Regions from separate parts of the Mus musculus genome. Here all the other regions are linked to region 3. A link is a contact called in public ChIA-PET data. All regions are on one chromosome and are shown on one strand. Each heading gives the region's core, a stretch centred on a gene start, on an enhancer-like site or on the middle of the called end of the contact. The rest is flanking DNA. Distances are from core to core; before and after follow the strand shown. Region 1 overlaps Fam204a (family with sequence similarity 204, member A). Region 2 has its middle 38 kb from the start of E330013P04Rik. Region 3 has its middle 12 kb from the start of Slc18a2.

Region 1 (3,101 bases), core at 346-2,845, 960 kb before region 3:
GCAAGGTCATTAAGTAAGGCAGCATTACAGGGTAATATCTGATAGGAGCCTGAAAAAATTGGAAGTATTTTTTTCAAGGGAAGTATGTCAGAGGTGCTAGTAACATTAGTAAGATGGCACATGTGGCCAGAGATTAGGAAGTATTAGCACTGTTATAGATGAAGCTGAGAAAGAGATATCTAGATAAACCTGTTAGCCAGGTAGTTGATCTGCATTCTGGTACAAGATCCTTAGCTTAGCTTTGCATGAACCCAAATAAAGTTTGTGAGAGCTGGTGCACAGACCTCACTTGGAGTGGCACAGGTACAAGTACACCATCAGAGCTTCCAGAGAATGAAAGAGTCTGCCATAGTATTTGCACCAGCCTGAGAAGAATTCTGCAGACATACAAGACAAGGAAGTTTCTAGAGATTGTACAAGAGTAGAAACCAGGCATTAGAGTAACTATTCACAGCTAGACCTTGTTTATATCTAAGTGTCTTTTGATAAGTGTGTTATGAGCCCTAACTAGTTTGGTAATTCTGTGACATTAAAAATTTTGATTTCTTGAAGTTTTTTTAGTAAAATAAAATATTTCCATAGGAGAATAAAGTAATTATTTGTTGCTTTCTTCACTGTATAGTAGTCAGCATAGCAGACCTAACTGAAGATGGTGAAAGGCTATGGAGTGAAGTGTTGAGCTGCAGGAATGGGCTGTGGTTGAGAATTCAGACTGCAAACCTGGATGTGGGTGGCTTTACACCTTACAGACTGATGTCAGCCAAGTCGAGTAATTTATGGCTATTTCCACCTCTTGCAAACAAGCTAACATTTCATGGAGCTGTGAGGATGCAAGTGACAGCTTTTGTAGAATAAGCCCAGGTTCTATCATTTGGTGAACACTCCATAATGTTGATCAGTTGCTGTCATTAACATTATTGTTACTAGGGAATAGCAATCTCTGGTTCCACCTCCCTCCACCCCCCAGTCTGAATTTGCATCTCCTTTTTACTGTTAGCTTGAGAAATTTGGGGACCTTGAGTAGCCACTGAATTTATGATGTTTCAGAAACATCCATAAATGGGAATTGATGCAAACCTGTGTAGGGTTATTGAAGGGCCTGAAAGGAAGTGGCATTTGCTATAGTCCTGTGACAGCCTTGGTTAGCAAGTGGTTGATCTTCTTTCCTGTTCATGATTTGAGTTTTGTTTTGTTTTGTTTTTTTGTAGTCAGGCCTTGAGAAGAGGATTGACCAGGCTGTGGAGGAGTGGGATGTTGAGAAGGCGGAGGAGCTCAGCAACCAGCTGGCTACTCGAGAGGTAAGTCAGACTCAGTCCAGCTATCTGTTGCCCTCATACTTTTCTCCCATTCTACTCTTTATTTTGAAATCTAGGTTTTATGTTGACTTTAATGCTTTAAATTTATTCTGGTCTAAAATTTAGGATGAAAATTATGCATAGTTGATATTTGCCCTTAGTTACCTGGCCTATGGCAGATTTTTTGCTTTATTTGTTTTTGAGGTTGGTGTTGTTTTTCAGGTATGTGGTGTCTAGCTCAGTTTATCCTCAGTGGGGGCAGCTATGTGTTCTGCAGTCACACCCCACAGCCTTTTCTTAGTCCTTTTACAGTCTCTTACTGTAGATTCTGTACATACTGCTCAGTCTTATGGGGTTTCAGCTAATTCTCACATAGTCTGTAGTAGTGTAAAATTAAATATAATTTAATGTGATTCTGACTCATGTCCTTGGAGGTGGGGGTCCTATAGACCTGTCACTCAGACTTAGTGCATTTTCCTGATTTATAGGTTTTTTTTCTTTTTATAGACAAAAAAATTAAAAATCTATCCTAGTTTTCATTCTTAGTACTTGATTTCCTATCTCCTTAGCACATAACACTCCTTGGTGTTTAGTCGCATAAAAATCATCATAACTCATCTATCCATATTGCTGGTTATTTCTTAGTGTTGTAACTCACAGACTTTTTGTTTTGTTTTGTTTGTTTTTTTCTGTTTTCCAACCTGAAATGAGAAAGTTCTCTTTCATATTATTCTATGGAATACTATTGCCTTTACCAATCATCCGTTGTCTAAAAATCCACCATTTATGGCCATTGTGATTTTGTGTGTGTGTGTATGTGTGTGTATGAATTTTTGCCGATTATTAGCTGCAACCCTTAAAATCTTACTGATTTTTATGTATGGATTAGACAAATTGAAAGGAAAGACTGAAGGATGACTCCAAAATCATCTGAAAGATGTAAGGATTTCAAATTTGTCCACTTAAAGAATAATTAGTCACAATATTTCTGTATATATCTATGTAGCTGAGTGTAATTGTGTGTAACTGAGTAACTGAGTAGCATTGAACATACAACTCTGTGCAGATTCTCCCACTACTTGTCTCTAGAGTTCTTCATCTGCAGGCTGCTCTCCACCCTTCTTTGACAGCAGGCCATTTGCTTGTGCAGTCAGGTTCTGTAGGTGCCTCATGTAAGTCATATTTGTATGCTTTTGTGTCTGGAATATTTCTTTAGCATAACATCTTTAGAGATCATTGTGTTGTAGTGTATGTTGGAATGTTTGTCCATTTCAAGACTGGTTGCCACTGTGTCACATTTCGGGTATTGTGCCATTGTTTGTGCATTTAGTTGCTGGTAGACAATGCCACTGTTTAACTATAGTGAGCATGCAACTATAAATATGAATATACTAGCATCTGTTTGAACCCCTGTTTGAATGTCCTTTATATCCAGAAACAAAGTTGCTGCATTATTTAAGAAAGAAAAATGCATGTGAAGCATTTGGTATGTTTTTAACTTGTGAGGATGCTGTGACTCAGCATGGCCATCAAAGCTTTGACACAGTTACCTTGTAATTGAACTTCGATGAAATATTCTTTGTATTTGCTTTTTCCTTATATTTTACTCTTCCCATCTTCTAATGCTCCTTACCCTTAGTTTGACAGTTGATATATTTTATTTTTAAAAATGCTGTATTTTGAATCAGTGGGTATGGCTCTTGTTTGATTCAGTAGTATTTCATCAGTATTTTGGAAGGGAAAAATAAAAGTTCATTTAATAAAATGAACTTGAAGATGTGTTAAATTGTGCTACTAGTTCAGCAG
Region 2 (2,700 bases), core at 33-2,532, 930 kb before region 3:
ATGAACTGTTGAGGCAAATCAAGCTCCCTGAACTTAAGGAAACATTGAATGCATTCTTTTCCTGTGGTTTTGAAAATGAAAGGCTCTTGTTTTGAAGCTAAAAAATGAAGTGTGTAGGAGAGGGAGGCAGCCCCCAGAAGCCAGAAGGGAGGGAGGGATCTTTTTACAATGCATTCATTATACTATCTTCTTGGTAGTCCCAAGTCTTCAATCCTTCATTAGGTAGATTTTTCAAGCAATGGCTTGAGTTTGTGCTCTGGAGCAGATGAGATGCCATACTGGGCAGCTGATCAGAGGGGTAAGAGGCCTGCTGATTTCTTACTTGGAGAAGCAGCCTCAGTCAGACAAGAGTCAATCCTTTAGACAAGGACTGTGGACAGGGGTGCTCAGGCTCCACATGGTATAGACCTATCGTTGCACTTGGGGTCAAGTCAGGTCAAAACAGTGCAAGTTGAAGCTATGTCAAAGACTAAGCTTGGGAGTCAGATTTCCTAAATGTGGTGTTAATGCAGAGGCAGCATCTCAGCATACTGTTGATGTGGACTAATGTCATTGTGTGTGTGTGAGCAGTGTGTGGGCAGGCATGTATGTGTGGATTCTACATATAACATACCTGCTAACACAATAATACCTGCTGTATTACTTATACTACCTTGTTTTTTTGTTTTGTTTTGGGGTTTTTCTTTTTGTTTTGTTTTGTTTTACTGGATCTCTCTATTGTCTGGAACTTCTCAATTAGGCTAATCTTGCTGGAGGAATCTGCCTGTCTTTGCCTTTCCCCCCTTGGGATCTCATTGTTTGTTATTCATTCATTTATTGTGTGTGGATATGGGTGTGAGTCTGTGGGTATTTGTGGGCCACAGCACATGTGTAGGGGTCAGAGGGCAACTTACGGGAGTCAGGGCTGTTGGAGCAGAATCTGTGTTTTGAAGATCAAACTCAGATCTTCATACTTGCAAATACTGGCTGATCCATCTCCCTTCAGCCTAAAGCCTAACTTTAAACATATAATTGCCAGAGTATGGCCTAATGGTGGACCCCTAACTCTGCTTGTGGGAAAAATAATTCCATTAAGGATGCTCCTATTTTGATCATGGACTGATATTTTTTCCAGTGGGTTTATTAGGATTTTGATACATTTTCAAGAATTAGTTCAATAAAGCGTATCTGTTCTCTTTCTACTCCAGGCCAGGTTTTCCCACCTGCTTTCACCTCAGTTTTGTGTCTCTTGAGACTAGACTCACCACAAGGAACAGATGGGAGTGGCTGTTGCTCTTTTCACTCAAGTGTGGCTAACAGCATTTCCTTTTCAGCTAAGCTCTCTGTACATCCACAGAGCTCTTCTTCCCAGCTCTGAGGCATGAGCTCTTCAAAAGGAAATTTCTGGTCAAGAAGCAAGGAAAGGTCTTTCAAGAGTGGGTAGCCACCTGGAAGCTAATCAGATCTGACTTGTGCCTTTGAGGGAAAAGGCTGCCTTCACGGAGGCCTCCTGGGCTCATAATCATGTTTGGATCACAGCATTGCAGTGGGTCTTAGTATCTTGGAAAATCAGCATTAAGTGTTAGCTGGTTGTTCTTATCCTCCATAGCATTCCCTGAGTATCTGGAGTATAGAGTATTGGTAGCTTGTCTCTTGCTGTCTATGTGAGCCTCTAAGAATGGCTCTGTCCACTAACCACAAAGTTCTTGACCTCTTGGGGTTACTTGTGGGAATATGTAGAGAGTACCCAGTCATATCCCCTGATGTTTTGAGGGTCCTAGAAGAAAAGAACTGATAGAATGAATAGGTTAGGGTTAGGGTACGAAAAAGAGTTTATTAGATAAGGAGTGTTGTCTTAGGGTTTCATTGCTGTGAAGAGGTACCATGACCACAGAAACTCTTTACAAGGGAAACCTTTTAACTGGGGATAGCTTACAGTTTCAGAGGTTTAGTCCATTATCATCACAGGAGGGAGCATGACAGCATGTAGGCAGACATGGTGCTGGAAAAGGAACTGAAAGTTCTATATCTTCATCAGCAGGCAGTAAGGAGAGACTGTCCCACTGGGCGTGGCTTGAGCATATATGAGACCTCAAAACCTGCCTCCACAGTGACACAGTTCTTCCAGCAAGATCACACCTACTCCCAACAAGGCTATACCTCCTAGTACCAATCTCTATGGGCCAAACATTCAAACATATGAGTCTATGGGGGTCATACCTATTCAAACTGCCACAGTTAGGTAACCTAACAATAGCTGTCTGTACACTGGAAAGGCTGAGAAACTCAAGGCTGGATTCTCTGTAGTCCCCAGTCTGTTGCTGAAGGCCTGAAGGATTCCTGGAGAGCCTTCCATCCACATTGGAACAGCAAAAGCTAGGCTCTCACATCAGCTAACATTGGCAGCAGCAATGGCAGCAACAACAGGACAGGCATGCACTCAGCAAGAAATGAAGGTAGGCATGCCAGAAAGTCCGGCTTTTTCCTCAGACTTTTTTATATCTGTACTGCCTAGAAGGTGTCATCCATTCTAGGAGAGGATCCTCCTCTCTCAACCCCTCTTTGAAATGACCTCACAGACCCATCCAGAGGAATGTGTCTTAGTTGATTCCAGATAAAACAAGCTGGCACTCATTATTAACTATTGCAGCCTGGATCAGATTACGTAGGCCTTCCAAGTAATGAGATGTTACAGGAAATATTAAAAAGAATGGCATATTC
Region 3 (2,967 bases), core at 175-2,674:
CTGGTTACATGGGTTCTAAAGATCCAAATTCAAGTGTTCACTCTTGTGTGGCAAGTGCTTTCTGACCAGCACATCAAACTCCCTGGCTGTACAATTTGGTTATGCTAGATGCTCTAAGGATTGTAGGCTTTCCCCAGCCTTCCACCATGCAGTTATGGTTACAGATAGCATCTCCCTGAGTATAGAAGCCACCTGGGCCCAGGTAGAGGTCAAACTGTCTAGGAAGACAAAGGGATTCCTCCTCCACTAATGAGAGGAAAGGAATGGAAAGGAAATATATATTGTGGGGAAAAAACTGTTCAAAACACATTAAATACTTGTGTGAAAATATCTTATGTAACTCAGTCGCCATATAACTTAACAATAGAAACTACTTTTAAAAGTATGTCAATGGTATGCTGACTCCAGGAGACATTCTTTTAATAATTTCTTTATATTTTATTTATCTTGCATGTATGAAGCATGTGTGGAGCTCATAGAACCCCTTCTAGGAATTGGTTCTCAACAACCATAGAATATCCGAACAAAAGATCCACAGATGTCAAAAGAAACAATAGCATCAACTTCCTTAGCTTAGAAGAGTTTATTTACTTCTGACAATAGCCAACTTCACTTTTCTTCCAAGGTACCAGCCGGTCTCAGCCAGGTTCTGTTCCATTTAATAAGAGGATATTTTGTTGTTTCTTGCTTTGTTTTATGATACCAACTCTGTAACAGCTGTTTAGTACAAATAAGGAGACTTAAAACGTTAAAGAGTGTATTCATGTCCTTTTGCTTTTCTGAGGCCTTTACCCAGGGAAAGCAAATCTTGTGTATAAAATGTAACCAAATCAATTGTTCTGACTTTAAGAGAGACTGGCAAAGCAAATGTCAATTTGCTTGACAGATGCCTCGCTGACGGCCAATGAAATTAAGTCACAGATGCTGTAACTTAATAATCCAATCACTGAATCCACCCGCTTCGTGCAGCATTATCTGCAAACCCAGGTCTCCAGGTTCGGTGACTTTTATAGCATCGCTAACCTGTCTGAGGATATTTGCTGGAATTGAGATCTGTGAGGGGCCACACAACATCCCTTGGGCTGTTTGCTCTCTCCTCTGCTCTCCAGAAGCTGCCACAGTCCTCCCTGTGTCAACCACCCATGCTTACCCAGTCAAAGAACAGCACGACCTCTGGTGGTGACATCACTGCCTAAACCCTCTCAATGGCTTCACTTGGGACAGTGTTAGAACTCCAGGCCTGTCCACTGCCCATCTTAATCTGTCACCTGTCCCTGCTCAACTCTGATAAGCTCCTTGGGTTCTCACAAAGCTTCAGGTGTCTGTACAAACCCCAGAATCCTAGCATGAGGAACTCCGGCCTGCCAGCCTCTGTCACTTCCTGCATCCACCCCCTACCCTCCACCTCACCCCACGCCCCACTCCCCACCTACGCCTTAGGCTTGCAGGCTCTTGTTCTCTGCTTACGGTGTTCTCACTCCTGGGCATCTATTTCTGCACCCTGTGCTTTTCTCCACTCCTGGACCTTTTTTCACGCCATTGTGGCTTCCGGTGGTGTCAGTCTTATTTCCTCCTTGCCAAACGAACCCACCCTTATCACTTCTGCCCTAGATTAAGACACAGATAGGTCGAAAGAAAATGGTGGACATGTATTTATTCCCTGTGAAATGTTCCCTGCCCTCTCTGCATGTGTCCTAAGCTGTGTTGACACATCCAAAAACTACTAAGCCAACGTAATGTTCAGGTTCCCCACCCTTCACCCCGCTCAGTGGGGTCCTGATCTCCCTTGTCCTGTTCACAGCTCTGTTCCCAGGGCCATAGGGTACCAGGGACAGAGTAAGAATTCTAAATGTCACTCATGACTCAAGTTCTCTATTCGCTTAGGCAGGGCATTTGCCATTTGAGGCTGACTCACTGGATTGCTGGCCCCACTGGCCCCTCCTCTCTCAGAGGCTGCCAAATCTACTCCATCTCCTGCTTTCCACCCTCACTTGGCTTTGTTTGGTCTTAGAAAACATCTCCTACCCTGCTGCTGTGGACAAGAACCCCCATCAGCAGCTGAGGCTCCCAGAATTGCCAGTTGTGTTTATTACGATCCTGCACAGTGGAGCAGCCTACCAACCCTCTTTCTGCTGGTCGCAGGTGCCGGCAGCCTTGCCCTGCCCACCTCATGCTTCCTGACTCTGGGTCAGGGATGAGCTGACTGCCTTCCCAGGATGTCTTCCTGCCCTTGGTCACAGGAGCACTGCCTGAGGCAAGGTCCTGGATGCCATCTCCTGTTCATAGTTTCCTTGTCAAAGAAAGGGTAACAGCAGCCACCCCAGTGTCTGCCATACTGTATGGCTCCTCCTTTTCCTCCATCTAGGTCACCTCTTCCTGTACCACCAGCCTAAACACAGCTGCTGTCTCTAACCCATTGGAGATGCAGGAACCCTGTACATTTCCTACAGTGGACTCCAGTTTGAGAGCCCGGTACGGCTTCCTGATATCCCATGTAAATTCGTCTAGCTGGATTTTGATATTACCTGTGTGCACCCAATCCTGATACATAATCTGGGCTCTATTAGACTGGACCCCTGACACCCAGGAACAATCCTCATTCTTGTGATTTTCTTCCTCCCCTCCCCCCTTACAAATCCTATTCCTGACTCTAGAGTCCAGCTCAACTGCAAAACTCAACAACATCACAGTCCTGCCTGGGTCTGTTGCACTAAAGCAGGCGGCAGCTGGCACGGCTTACCATAGGGCATCTGGACACACTTTTCCTATCTTCGCCAACCTCCACCAGACCAGCCTTGTTCCCTGAAGGCAGAGGAAACGGGGCCTACTTGCTGAGCCTCTCCTGAGATTGCAGGCTGTGGTGCCCACAGAGCAGACACACACAGATTCAGCTTGGGCAAGCTGGTGAAACCCTGAGACACGGAGAACCTGTGTATAGGCTTGGCATACCTGCTCAGGCCAGAACAG

The links. ChIA-PET counts read pairs in DNA pulled down with a chosen protein or histone mark.
Region 1: a contact with region 3 is called in an RNA polymerase II ChIA-PET map of memory CD8 T cells, with 6 read pairs. The contact joins two enhancer-like sites. A contact is called at or near these places in 6 of 39 promoter capture datasets (the SN4741 cell line, cranial neural crest, hippocampal neurons and 2 more), 2 of 115 datasets of contacts at active chromatin or transcription factors (the NIH/3T3 cell line and memory CD8 T cells) and 1 of 9 other capture datasets (adipose tissue).
Region 2: an RNA polymerase II ChIA-PET map of memory CD8 T cells shows a contact between it and region 3, with 8 read pairs. The contact joins two enhancer-like sites. A contact is called at or near these places in 1 of 484 Hi-C or Micro-C datasets (muscle stem cells) and 2 of 115 datasets of contacts at active chromatin or transcription factors (large pre-B cells and memory CD8 T cells).

Annotation. Positions count from the first base shown.
Region 1 is chr19:60,210,870-60,213,970 of GRCm38.p6, reverse strand. It overlaps Fam204a (family with sequence similarity 204, member A), which reads left to right. Exons shown (of 8, transcript NM_001358273.1): 6 at 1,209-1,298. Among named protein-coding and RNA genes, the nearest start is that of Fam204a, 14 kb to the left of the region's middle. Within about 2 kb of position 1,595, at least 8 of the 459 cell types and tissues checked have an H3K27ac peak or open chromatin away from gene starts, as enhancers often do. A contact at or near this core is called in memory CD8 T cells, where this site is marked.
Region 2 is chr19:60,181,678-60,184,377 of GRCm38.p6, reverse strand. No RefSeq gene overlaps it. Among named protein-coding and RNA genes, the nearest start is that of E330013P04Rik, 38 kb to the right of the region's middle. Within about 2 kb of position 1,282, at least 60 of the 459 cell types and tissues checked have an H3K27ac peak or open chromatin away from gene starts, as enhancers often do. A contact at or near this core is called in memory CD8 T cells, where this site is marked.
Region 3 is chr19:59,247,293-59,250,259 of GRCm38.p6, reverse strand. No RefSeq gene overlaps it. Among named protein-coding and RNA genes, the nearest start is that of Slc18a2, 12 kb to the left of the region's middle. Within about 2 kb of position 1,424, at least 62 of the 459 cell types and tissues checked have an H3K27ac peak or open chromatin away from gene starts, as enhancers often do. A contact at or near this core is called in memory CD8 T cells, where this site is marked.